Linked DNA regions of Rattus norvegicus: all the other regions are linked to region 1. A link is a contact called in public Hi-C data. All regions are on one chromosome and are shown on one strand. The core of a region is the stretch at or near the end of the contact, and the rest is flanking DNA. Distances in the headings are between cores, read along the strand shown. Region 1 holds the start of C5h1orf159 (similar to human chromosome 1 open reading frame 159). Region 2 holds the start of Ints11 (integrator complex subunit 11). Region 3 holds the start of C1qtnf12 (C1q and TNF related 12).

Region 1 (3,815 bases), core at 554-3,053:
AGTGTCCAGGCAGTCATGGCACTGGAAGAGCTGAGAGGTTTATACCTTGTTCCAAAGGCAAACAGAAGAATACTGGCTTCCAGGAAGCTAAGAGAAAGGTCTTGGGTCAGTTTGCAGTCTAAAGTTGATTGAAAATCTTCTGGGACAGATACGGACTAGGGATAGATGGTAAAGTTAAGGTGCTTAGAGTATGACTCATCCCCTCACACTCACTGCTTAGCCCATGCTCAACGGATGCCAAATCTCTGATGAGCGTGCACACACACACAACCCTTTCAAAGACATGCTTTTCCTAGTATTTGCCAGAAATACTAGGTTTTGGGGGGGAACCCAGAGGAAGTACAAAAAACAAACAGAAATTCGGTCTGTGCTGATGTCACTAATTTGGGAAGAATCCAGCCCATTTTACCATGGCCCACGTCTCTAACTCTGAATTCTTGGATCCACTGAGTTTTAGGGTTGAGTTGCAGGGAGGAGTAAATTATTGTTGTGCAAAGAATGCGGAGTTGTCGGACCAGCTCTACCAGATCAGAGAAACTCAGGTCATGTCAGTATCTAGGAAGTGAGGAAGGCCGGGTGGAGAGCAAATGCTTAGCGATGTCATTGCATTGCTGGTGGCTCGAGACCAGGGAGAGAAAACAAGGACCAAGCCCGACAGATACCCTCTAATCTTTATTCAAAACACAGCCCTGGTGCACCCTTATCCAGGTGCTGCCTAATGGTCCAACCCCATTTCAGGGAAGACGTAAGTTGATGGACTGCAAAAAAGTACAATGCCTCCTCCTTGTGTGGCACATCTAGGATAGCTTCCGTGAAGAAGCCTAACTACCTGGGGCCTCCAAAGTGAAAGAGACCAGGGTGATCAGGTAGCCACTCCTCCTAACATTCCACTTGGTGACCTCAGATGCTCCATGCTCAGCTTAGCGTGGGTGTGGCCTCCCACTTGGGAGGAACCGGAGTCCAGATCTCCGAGCAGAAACACCAAAGATAAATTAGAAAGCCCAGATTTTTTACAAAAGGATTAATTTGAACTTGATAAGTGTTCACAGGGGTTGGGGATTTAGCTCAGTGGTAGAGCGCTTGCCTAGCAAGCTCAAGGCCCTGGGTTCGGTCCTCAGCTCTGAAAGAAAAAAAAAAAGAGAGAGAGAGAGAGAGAGAGAGAGAGAGAGAGAGAGAGAGAGAGAGAGAGAGAGAGAGAGAGAGAGAAAGTGTTCACTTTGAAATGGGGCTATGGGGCTAGCCAATCAAACCACACGTTCTGAATGAGTTTGAAAAGCACCTACCCCACCTCAATCACAAACTATGGCCAGTCAAATATTTCAAAGGCTACCGTAGCCTTGAGGGGCAGTTCATAGATCTTTTGTGATCCTCTGAAAGGGAGAGCTGCCGAGGAAGGCGGAGGTCACACCCCATACCCTAGAATCAAGTCAAGCACTGGTAGCTCGCCACCTAACAAGGACTAAGATGATTGGCCGCCGCTAGGAGTATTGGGGAATGTAGTCGTTTCTCTCCCACACTACTCTTTCCCTTCCCCTCCCTCGGTTCAAGTCCTCTTGGACTACATTTCCCAATCAGAACTCCGAATGCAAGCCAAACTGCCTGGAGAGAATCCTGGACAAACGCACTTGGGCGAGGGGGCCGTTAGGAGTTGTAGTTTTTTTGCCTAAAGCAGCCCTCGCCAATGCCTGAGCGTGGGAGGATGAGAGACTACAAGTCCCAGGGGGCGCTCGCGGGGCGTTCGCTAGGCGGCCGGTACGAAAGAGGAACCTGCCTGGTGTGTGGTGAGTGAAGGCCCAGGTCTGACGGAGGTGGCTGCTGCAACTACACGTTAAAGGCTCCGGGTAGCCCAGACTCCAGGACTCATCCAAGGCCTAGCGGGACAGTACCCACCCTGTCTGCCTGCCATTTTGTCAGTGATGAGGCGGTACGGATGGAGCCGGGAGTGGAGCATGGTGGTTGCGCGAATGGACAGATGGAGGGAGGGGAGGTTGAAAGGGAAGAATGAACCGCAGGCAGCACGGAGGTGCGCGGAGCAGGACGTGGGAGATGAGGGACTTCCGTTGGTCTGTTGGTGTCATGAAGTGGTCCAGGTCCTGCCACGGGATGTGGTCTTCTTGAGGACTTTGCTGTGAGAACCACTTATCAGCGTATTACAAATCCTACCGCAAAAGGCTTTTGGCCCTTGTAGTTTCTCCACGCAACTGTATTCTTACCGAATTCTCAACTCAGTAGGCCTATTAAATTTAAAGGTGTCGAACTTAGCCCAGTATTTTGTTTTTGTTTTGGGAAAGGGTTTGGCCACGTAGCCCTTGCCAGCTTCTAACTTGCGTCTATTGGCCTGTAATCTTGTTGGGTTTTCTTAGTATTACTGCAGTGTACGAAGAAGACAAAACCCGGCTTTTTTGTTTGTTTGTTTGGTTGGTTGGTTCTTTTTTTTTTTATATACTTTTTTTTTTCCCGGAGCTGGGGACCGAACCCAGGGCCTTGCGCTTGCTAGGCAAGTGCTCTACCACTGAGCTAAATCCCCAACCCCCCCCCCCTTTTTTTAAATGTGTGCATGTGTGTCCTAGGTGGGGTGGGGGTCAGGATTTGAATCCGGGGCTTTCTCACATTTTGAGACCTTGCTGTACAAACCTTGCTTCTCCTCTACTATAGATCCTGCAAGAAAGTCATGGGCTTCACCAGGTTGAACCAGGTCACAAACATAGTCTGGTAACTATGTTAAGAGCCCGACAATAATTTGAGTCCGTTTTTATTTTTAGAAGCTTGTAGAAGAAACTACAGATCTGAATTATACAGAAAGTTTTCTTTCTCCTCTCTCCCCTCTCCTCTCTCCCTTCTCCACCACCCTCTCCCCCCACACCCCCTTTTCTTTCCTTTTTGAGACAGGGTGGCTCTGTAGACCAGGCTGGGATCAAAAGCCCCATCACCCAACTGATAGTTTCTTTTCTTGACTTCCACATCCTGACCTTAATAGTCTTCCCCAAAACAAAGCAAGCACTTATCTTGGTGGGCTTAAGCTCATCTTAGGTGAGCTCTTGTGTCCACTAACAGCATCTATCACAACCTTCAGAACTGGCTTGCATTTGTCCCTCATGTTAATTAGGATCTATAAAGTAACTCGTTTAAAGAACACTGCTACCAGGCAATGGTGACACACATTCCCAGCATTTGGGAGGCAGAGGCAGGCAAATCTCTTGAGTTTCAGGCCTCAGGGTAGTCAGGGCTGCAGAGAAAAGCCCTGTCTTAATAAAACCAGATGGTGGTGGTGGTGGTGGTGGTGGTGGTGGTGGTGGTGGTGGTGGTGGTACTGGCAGTGGCTGGCAAGATGGCTTAGTGGTTAAGAACCAGTATTCAACAAGAAACCCTGAGTTCCAGTCTCAGTCATGTCACACAATCACCTGTAACTCCAACTTTAGGATCCATTTCCCTCTTTTGACTTCCACTGGCACCTGCATTTATGTTTATAAATATATAACCTGTAATTACCTAGTTAAGATTAAATCTTTTCTAAAAATCCAACTGTGTACTGGAGAGATGACTTGGCAATTAAAAATACTCTCTGCTCTTGCAGAAGAAGACTAAGGTTGAGTTCTGTCGGTGCCTCGGCTGGTCTCAAATTCAGGAATCCCTCAACCTGTGCCTCCGGGGTATTAAAAGCCTGTGCCACCATTCTTGGTGCTTTTTTATTTTTATTTTTGTGACCTGTTGAATTCAGTTAACGCTGTCTGCTGGAATATTAGCTGATCTTGTTGATAGTTTGATCTTGCACAAGTAGCCGTAGCTTCATTGAGCTCATATGCAACGGTTACATA
Region 2 (3,815 bases), core at 945-3,444, 220 kb before region 1:
GTCTCCTGAGAATCATGGTGACGTTCTATCCCTTTATCTGAGTGCCTTCACCATAAACTACAAGCTTTTCCACAAACCAATTTGACCCTGCTGTGCCCTTGAATCCCGTACCCACAGACCTTGACATAGCTGCTCCTTGCCCTTTAGGCTAATAATCTGTCTCTGTCCTGAGACTCCATGGCTGCACTGTTGGCTCCATGCACTCCTAGAGCATCTGTTTCATGCATTAGGGGAATGTTTCTAAAAGGTAGGCACAGTCCTGGATCCTGGCCACCCCTGGACCTCACTGTATCAGACCAGCATTCTGATGGGAAGTTGCACAAAAACAAAAACAGGGACTCTAAAATAACAAGTGTCTCACACACGGGGAGGGTGGAGAGGTGGCTAGACAGACCTTCCTTTACTTTGTCAGGGGTGTATCCCCCAAATTAAAGCAGAGGCTGTGGATTGGCATCTGTAGACAGACAGATGGATACTCCTGTTGTTGAAATGGTGTGTGTCCTCCAAAAAAGCAGGGTAGCTGGGCCAAAGGTCATAATACATACAAAGGATTGCTACAAATCCTCCCACTCGCTCCAGAGAACATTCTGGAAGTGGTATAGGATAAAGGCCTTAAGGTAAGGCTGGGTTCTGTATTCTGTAGACATTTTTACAGTCACTCCACAAACCCAGTCCCCACTTCTTTCTATCTATCTATCTATCTATCTATCTATCTATCTATCTATCTTCAGTTGTGGGGACTGTGCCTAAGGGTGTCTTGTATGTAGGACAGAGAATAGCTTAGGCAAGCCTTTAACTTTCTTTTTTGTTTTTTCAAGACAAGATTTCTCTGTGTAGCCCTAGCTGTTCTGGAGTTCACTCTGTAAATGAACCCAGATCTGCCTGCCTGTTTCCCAAATGCTGGGATTAAAGGTGTGTGCCACCATGTCAGACTAGGCCTTTTACTTTCAATCTTCCTGCTTTCTGAGTAGCTAGAACTACAAGCTTGTGCCACCAGGTTCCTTTTGTGCTCAAATATTGAATGGATATACCTTTCCTGCTATCTTAACAGCCTTGCCTTGGTGTCCAGGAACAACCCTGTGGGATGTAGCTGCATTACATTTATGTCCGACACTTACTACCAGTTCTGGAGATTCTTGTGTCCCTTAGTACTGGATCCCTGACCTAACCCTCTGTACCACCAGGCCTTCAAAAACCCATCCCTATCCAGTGTGCAACATCTGTGTGCAAGTTTTTTCTTTCCTTCACACAGTCCTATGCCTCAGTCCTTCAGCTCTGGGTATGTGGTCTGCATGCCCTCCCGGTCCATGGAGTGGTGATAGAGTCCCATAGGTTGCACTGGGTGCCCATTGCAAGTTCCAGACTTAGGAGATGGGCTCACCTTGTACTTAGGTGTCAGTGACAGCCCTGCCTGGGCCTCAGAAAGATGGCGACGCCCAGAAACTTGTGATACACCCTTCTCTCAGGGCCTGTTGGCTGTCCAGTGGGTAAATCGTCTCTATGCTGCCCCCCACCCCGCGCCAGTTCATTTCTGGCCACCTAACAATCCCGCAGCCAGGCTTTCCTGCCCAGAGCCTGAGCCAGAAGCCAAGTAGCTTCTTAGAATGGTCAGTGGAAACCCGGAAAGAACAGGAAGGGAGGGCAGCTCCCCAGCTCCCGGAAGGTGATGCAGAACACCTCTAAACAGGATGGACAGCCGGCCGAAGGCCCACAAGCTGGCACACAGCACATACACCTAGGCGTAGCAGTGAGCCAGGGTGGTGCAAAGAAGTCTGCAAATCTCACCTGAGACGGGTTCCGGTGGGGGGTGAGTGGTGGTTCTTTACTCCCGCGGAGGGCAAAGGGTGCAGGGAAGGTCAGTGATGGGGGGGGTTGATCAAAGCTATAATTAGGCTGCTGTGGGTGACGAATCTTTGCCCTCCGTTCCGGTGGTCTACAGAGGCATGGCTCTGCTGCCTAGTTCACTGTCAGGTAAGAGCTCCCATCCCTATGCTTTCCCCCAAGCTCGCAGCCTGCGGTTGGGAAGAAACCTTGAGCTGCCACCTAAAGCCCAGCCTCTGCCCCGCCCTTTGCTGCCACGCCATCCCAATTGGTTGCTGATCATCCAATTAGAACTCGACATATCGGCCTGCGTTTCCGGCGCGAGGACCGGAAGGGGGCGTCTTGGCGGTTGCGCCTGCGCGCGGTTGTAGGAGTCGCGGTGGCTGGGTGTCAGGTTTGATTGCGCGCGAGGTCTAAGGCTTTCCTGCGGGCGGTGCGCGCGAGCTGTGGAAACGTGGTTTGAGACTGCCTGCCTCCTCGATGATGCCTGAAATTAGGGTCACTCCCTTGGGTGAGTCCGAGTCCTAAGCATCTTCTGCGGCGTCCGGCGAGTCCCTTCATCTCCATAGCCGTCTATCAGCTGTTCATCCCAAGGAGCGGAAGCCGGAGTAGAACGTTTCGGAGCTAGTGCTTCCTTTTCTCTGCCTGGCACGGGGATCGAAGAGCTTTGGGTTTGATTCCTGGTCCTAGAGCTCGATGTGAGTTATGGAGGCCCAGCTTCTCTACCTCGGCTGCTTAAGGTGGTTGTGAGGTGAAATGAATCTTGGACAGGTGTCACCTGTCACTGGTGTTGAATCCAGCACAGAGCTCGTCCTGTATTTGGACTGCTGTTTCAAGACCCCTCTGTATGGGCTTCTTTCTCATTTCTGCCCACCCCACCTCCCACTTCTCCCAGTGCTTCTCATGTTCAGGTTGCTTGCTGTCACCCCTCAGATCAGACTTTGTGTCTGGTCTATCCTGAATTTTTAAAATCATCATAGAGCATATAAATCTAGACGTCTAAAAGCCCCAATAGCATAGTATGGTTGTGAAGGAGAAAACAACCGTTTGAAATCTGGGATTTCAGAACTTCCCAAATGACCCTGCATTTTCCTTCCTACACGTGTGCAGGGTGTTGGAAGCACCTTCTTATTCATATGACCTGGGTCTCTGGGTTATCTTGGCTAGAACTGAGACTCTTCTCAACTCACTGAATCACAGGGCCTTAGCAGAAGCAAGTTCTGACTACCTCCACCATCTAGTCTAAACACTAATTAGCTTACGATATCAAGCACATTCATTGATCTGGCTCCCCAACGCCTGCCCCCACTGGGAAAGTTTTGTTTTCTGCCACAGTTCTGAACTTTTGGGCACAGTTATTCAATCTCCATGTAATGCACTCAGTGTCTAATTGTCTCGTCCCCCTACGGTGAATTCTGCTCCATGCAGAAATGTAGCATCCTTTGCTTTCTTGTCAGTTTTGTTTTCTCTTCGTCATTTTTCCCCTGGAGTTGTAAGTCTCTTTGGGAAGAACATTTGCTAGTGCCCAAGAACTGGGCTTTGTAATTCAAAAATGTACACTTTGGCACCATTCTTGGTAGTCCTGTGGTTATGGGTGCCTGTGATGTGAGGTAACCCTTGTAAAGGCGCAGCCATTCCCTGTCTATAAATGCTTTAAGGGCCTCAGGTCCTAGCACAGCTTCAGGGCTAAAGGTACCATGGGGAAGGATACTAAAAGCTTTCTCTCTGGGAGCACACATCTTGAGGATATAGGAGCAGGCCCGCAGAAGACTCTGAGGCCGACGGCTACTCCACCTCATTGTGGCTGGCTTCATAAGGAAAGCAGACTGGGCCATGGCTGGTCACCATGATGTTTGTGTACTGAAGACAGTGGTTGGTGCCTGCAGTGGGCAGGTGGAAACTATAGGATCCATGATGGCAACAAGGCTGTGTTGTTTTCAGACTGCTGTTGAGGCTTGGGCTGTGTCTCTCCTTCTGGATCCAGATCCCAGGAG
Region 3 (3,815 bases), core at 532-3,031, 150 kb before region 1:
CTTACTATGTAGCTCAGGCTGGCCTTTAATTCTCTGTCTGCCTCCTAGGGCTATTATTTTAGGCCCAAGCAGCCTTTGGGGATTTCATTATAGCATGGGTGAGAAGGAGGGTCATCCACACATAGTGGGCCAGTAGGTTCCCATTGAGCTGTTTTCTCCAGGGCTTGGGATTGAGAGCCAGTATGTGATCCTCCTGGAGGCCACCTTGATCAGGGTTTTCGTGAACCAAAGTAGGATTCTTTTGGTTATTTTCCAAGTTGTTTGTGGCTGGGAGATGTTGAAGCTGGAAAGCTGGAAACTTGAGTCCATCCCTAGTCACAAAATGAGGTCCACTGTGGTATCCCTGGCAGTTCTAGCCTACCTGCTTATAAACTGCTTGAAAGACAGAGCTGGGGACTCCTATTACCAGAAACACTAAGAAAGGCTGGGCCACCAAGATATAAGTGGATCAGAAGAACAGGGTGCTTTGAAGAGGTTTCTGGGCTGAGGCACTTGCCTTCTCCAAAAACTGATCATTGAACTTGGGGCATAGAGGCTGTCTTTCTTGGCATGCGTGAACAGACAGACACACACACACACACACACACACACACACACACACACACACGGTACAGGTCACTGTTGGGGATCAAATGCTGGTACTTATCCAAAGTGGTCCCACCAGTAAACGTAAGGACCAGAGACACTTTTGAGGGCATGAGGCATTGACAGTATGTGTGAAACACTCCCAAGATTAGCTTCAGCTGTTCCTGGAGGTGACAGTTTGCCTGGGAGCCAGGAGCAGAGGGATGGACACTTCCCTTACATTCTCCCCTACCCCTGCTTTATTTTTTAAGCTTCTCTGTGGCCTGGAGCTGATCACCTTTCACTTTTTTGGTGTGAGAATTGAGGGGGCTGTATTCTAGAACATTCTGTTCTGTTTACCAGGACCCGTACCCACTGGGACCAACCAGTCAGTGTGTGTAGGGGGTGCAGCTCCAGTTCCTTTGTAGAGGAGTTGGACCCACTACTTTTACCAGTTGGAGGTCATCTGGCTATTGGGAATCCTGGCCCAGTCTCACAAGGGCCATAATCACCAAACCCAAGGTACTCGTTGGCTCAGCTTGTTCTTAGCTAACCAACATGCAACTTGAAGGTGATTCAGAAGGACCTTCCTCTGGAGACCTGACATTGTCACTTGTGAGTACTAGAGGGGCAAATTGTATTGGTCACAGGTGGACAAGGACCAGTTCTCCTTTGCAGTGTAACCTGGGCCTGTGCTAATCTCTTAGAAGACAGGCCTAGGGGACTGACAGTGGGGTGACAGACTAGAAGATAGATCACCAGCCACTCCATTGCCAGGCTCCGTGCCGAGGTCAGCCTGGTAGGGTTCATGTAAGTAGAGGGAGGACCACTAGCTAGGAGGGGTAAGCAACCAGGTAATGAAGTCCTACTTTTCCAGGCCCTTTGTTGTGGTTTAGGGTAGGGCTGCTTCTGGGCCTGAATGAGGTATGTGGGGTAAAGTCTGGGAGATTTGTACACAGCTTCCTAAAGTGAAGGAATCACTTGGATTCACCTCCTTGGAGGTGTGGGTATGAAAGATGCCATAGAGAGTTGACAGCCCCAGCTTAACTAAATAGAAATCCTGCTGAGAGGAGACCAGAGACTGGGCTGGGGGGAAGCAACCCAGCTCCTCCCATCTCCTTAGAAAGGGGTGATGGAATCACTGGTCATAGGGGTCCCGCCCCTGCCCCGCCCCACCCTGCCCTACCCCGCCTTCCATGCGGTGGAAGTTCCCTGTGTGAGTCCTCCCCTTGGAGCCTGAGAGGCTTAGGAAGGAAGGAGGTCTCTTTTGGTGGCAGAGTTGCCGGCAAGGGCACTGAGCAGGAGGATAGGACGGCAAAGACGAAGAGTTCTGACTCCTCCTGCAGACATGCACCAGCGGCTGCTGGGCTCGTCCCTGGGCCTCGCCCCCGCGCAGGGGCTCTGAATGCCTGCCGCCGCCCCCATAAGCACACTGGCCGGGGCTCCTATCCCTAAGCCTCTACTTGCGGAGACTGAGCCATGTGGGCTTGGGGCTGGGCTGCGGCAGCTCTCCTCTGGCTACAGACTGCAGGAGTCCGGGCACGACAGGAACTCAAGAAGCCTCGGCAGCTGGTTGTGCGTGTGGATTCTCCCAATATTACCACATCCAGCCATGAGGGATTCCCAGGCTCCATCAAGGTAGGCAGAGGCAGGGGAGCATGTAGGTATGCAGCTCTAGGCACAGCGTCAAAGCTCAGACTAGCCCTCCTACCTCGACAGCTTTGCTCTCCTATTTCCAGGTTGCTCTGCATAAGACCTTGACCACTGGTCCTGGCTTAGAGTTTGCTGCAGTCAGGACGGTCCCCCTGGCCTGTGGGGGAGCTTCCCTCTGCCATGCCTGGTGGGTCTGACAAGAGGGACTCCTGGTGGGGCAACGGTTAACGCTTTGAAGCCTCAGTGTGTTTTCTGATGCCATTAGATATAATTGCTTTCTCAAGTGAGGGCAGAAAAGGACTTCGGGCATCCTGGTAAATGAATGGGTCACCTTATGTATCATAACTTCTAAATAGGAAGTAGCTTGACTAACCTGTCCCCTGTGTTTTCCAGGGGTCCTGTGGTAGCCTTTCTGCTGTGGCAACTTACATGCAAAGTACCCTGTTCTTCCAGTCCTTTAGAGACAGGAATCTCCTGAGCGCTTGTCTCAGAGTCCCTACTGCAGCCGTCCTGTGGGCCCTCAGGTCAGGAAGGGAAATAGCTTTGACCCAAACAGGATTCTCCTGGCTCTGAATCTTTGATCCTTGCATCTCTCCTTCTTAGGGTGTCTCTGTGTTGGCTAGCTTGGCTGCCTCTCAGCCCACATCAAAGCACCTCAAGCCTGAGGCCACATTTTCCTGATAGGCAGAGTGAGCAGAGCTGAGGGATTCTAAGCTGTGGGCAGGCAGAAGGCAGATTATGACCTCTCTTATTAGTAGCTTCTGCAGGTGTTGGGTCCTGAATAACCGTCCTTGGAGATAACTAGGCAAGGGAGGCTGTGTCCACCCAGTTGAGTGGAGGCAGTTTTTTCGGCCCTGCCCTGGGTTGTCTTTCCAAAGATAGGACAGTAGACAGTTTGAGAAGATAGAGCAGGGATAGAGCCTCTGTGAACTCACTCTCCAGGTGCCCCTGCCTCTGCGCTGGGGTGGGGCTTGTTCTACATCTCCTTGTAGTCTTTGCCCTTGACTCAGCAGTGTCTGGTGCTGCTCTCAGTGCCAAGGGGTCAAGCAGATGTCCTTGCATCTGTCCCAGGGCGGGACCCAAGGGGGAAGCAGTGTTTGCAAGTCCTTTCTAGCCTGCTAACCTGTCTGGAAGAGAACATCTTTAGTTCCAATTAGGATCTCCAGCAGCCACCTTGGTCTTACTCAGGACTGACCTTGGACTGTGCCAGAAGCCTTGGCTTACTTCATTGGAAGGCAGGAACATCTTGGAACAACCAGACTGTCACAGCTAGGCTAGTGGCTGCCACAGTCCTGTGCATTCCACACACTGCTGGCCTGACGTATAGATCTCCTCCACATCCTAATTGTCCCCAGAGATGGGCTTGGCCCTTACCAGGCATACTCTCCCCAGCCATGCCCATGTGTCTGTAACTACCTTACCTCATTTAAGGCCAACCTCTTGTTAGAGACACACCAGGCTTGCCCCATATGAGTCCATTATGCCCTTCTTCATGGAGCAGGGCCAGAGGGATCGTGGTCATTTTCACAAAGGCCCCAGGTACTTTAGTGTCAGGTTCTTGCTTTCACAGAGGCCCAGACCTCACCTTGCCTATTCCC

Evidence for each region. A called contact is a pair of places that touch in the nucleus more often than the background predicts.
Region 2: a Hi-C map of hepatocytes shows a contact between it and region 1, with 1.6 times the contacts expected there. The contact joins the promoter of Ints11 here to the promoter of C5h1orf159 in region 1. A contact is called at or near these places in 4 of 12 Hi-C or Micro-C datasets (the A7r5 cell line, hepatocytes, kidney and 1 more).
Region 3: a contact with region 1 is called in a Hi-C map of kidney, with 2.5 times the contacts expected there. The contact joins the promoter of C1qtnf12 here to the promoter of C5h1orf159 in region 1. A contact is called at or near these places in 2 of 12 Hi-C or Micro-C datasets (kidney and liver).

The regions. Positions count from the first base shown.
Region 1 is chr5:171,982,167-171,985,981 of GRCr8, forward strand. It overlaps C5h1orf159 (similar to human chromosome 1 open reading frame 159), which reads left to right and starts at 1,804. Exons shown (of 10, transcript NM_001014072.1): 1 at 1,804-1,924.
Region 2 is chr5:171,759,211-171,763,025 of GRCr8, forward strand. Ints11 (integrator complex subunit 11) reads left to right here and starts at 2,195. Exons shown (of 17, transcript NM_001033892.2): 1 at 2,195-2,332. The coding sequence starts at 2,302. It overlaps Cptp (ceramide-1-phosphate transfer protein), which reads right to left and starts at 2,056. Exons shown (of 3, transcript NM_001007703.1): 1 at 1,786-2,056.
Region 3 is chr5:171,832,073-171,835,887 of GRCr8, forward strand. C1qtnf12 (C1q and TNF related 12) reads left to right here and starts at 1,782. Exons shown (of 8, transcript NM_001108000.1): 1 at 1,782-2,202. The coding sequence starts at 2,044.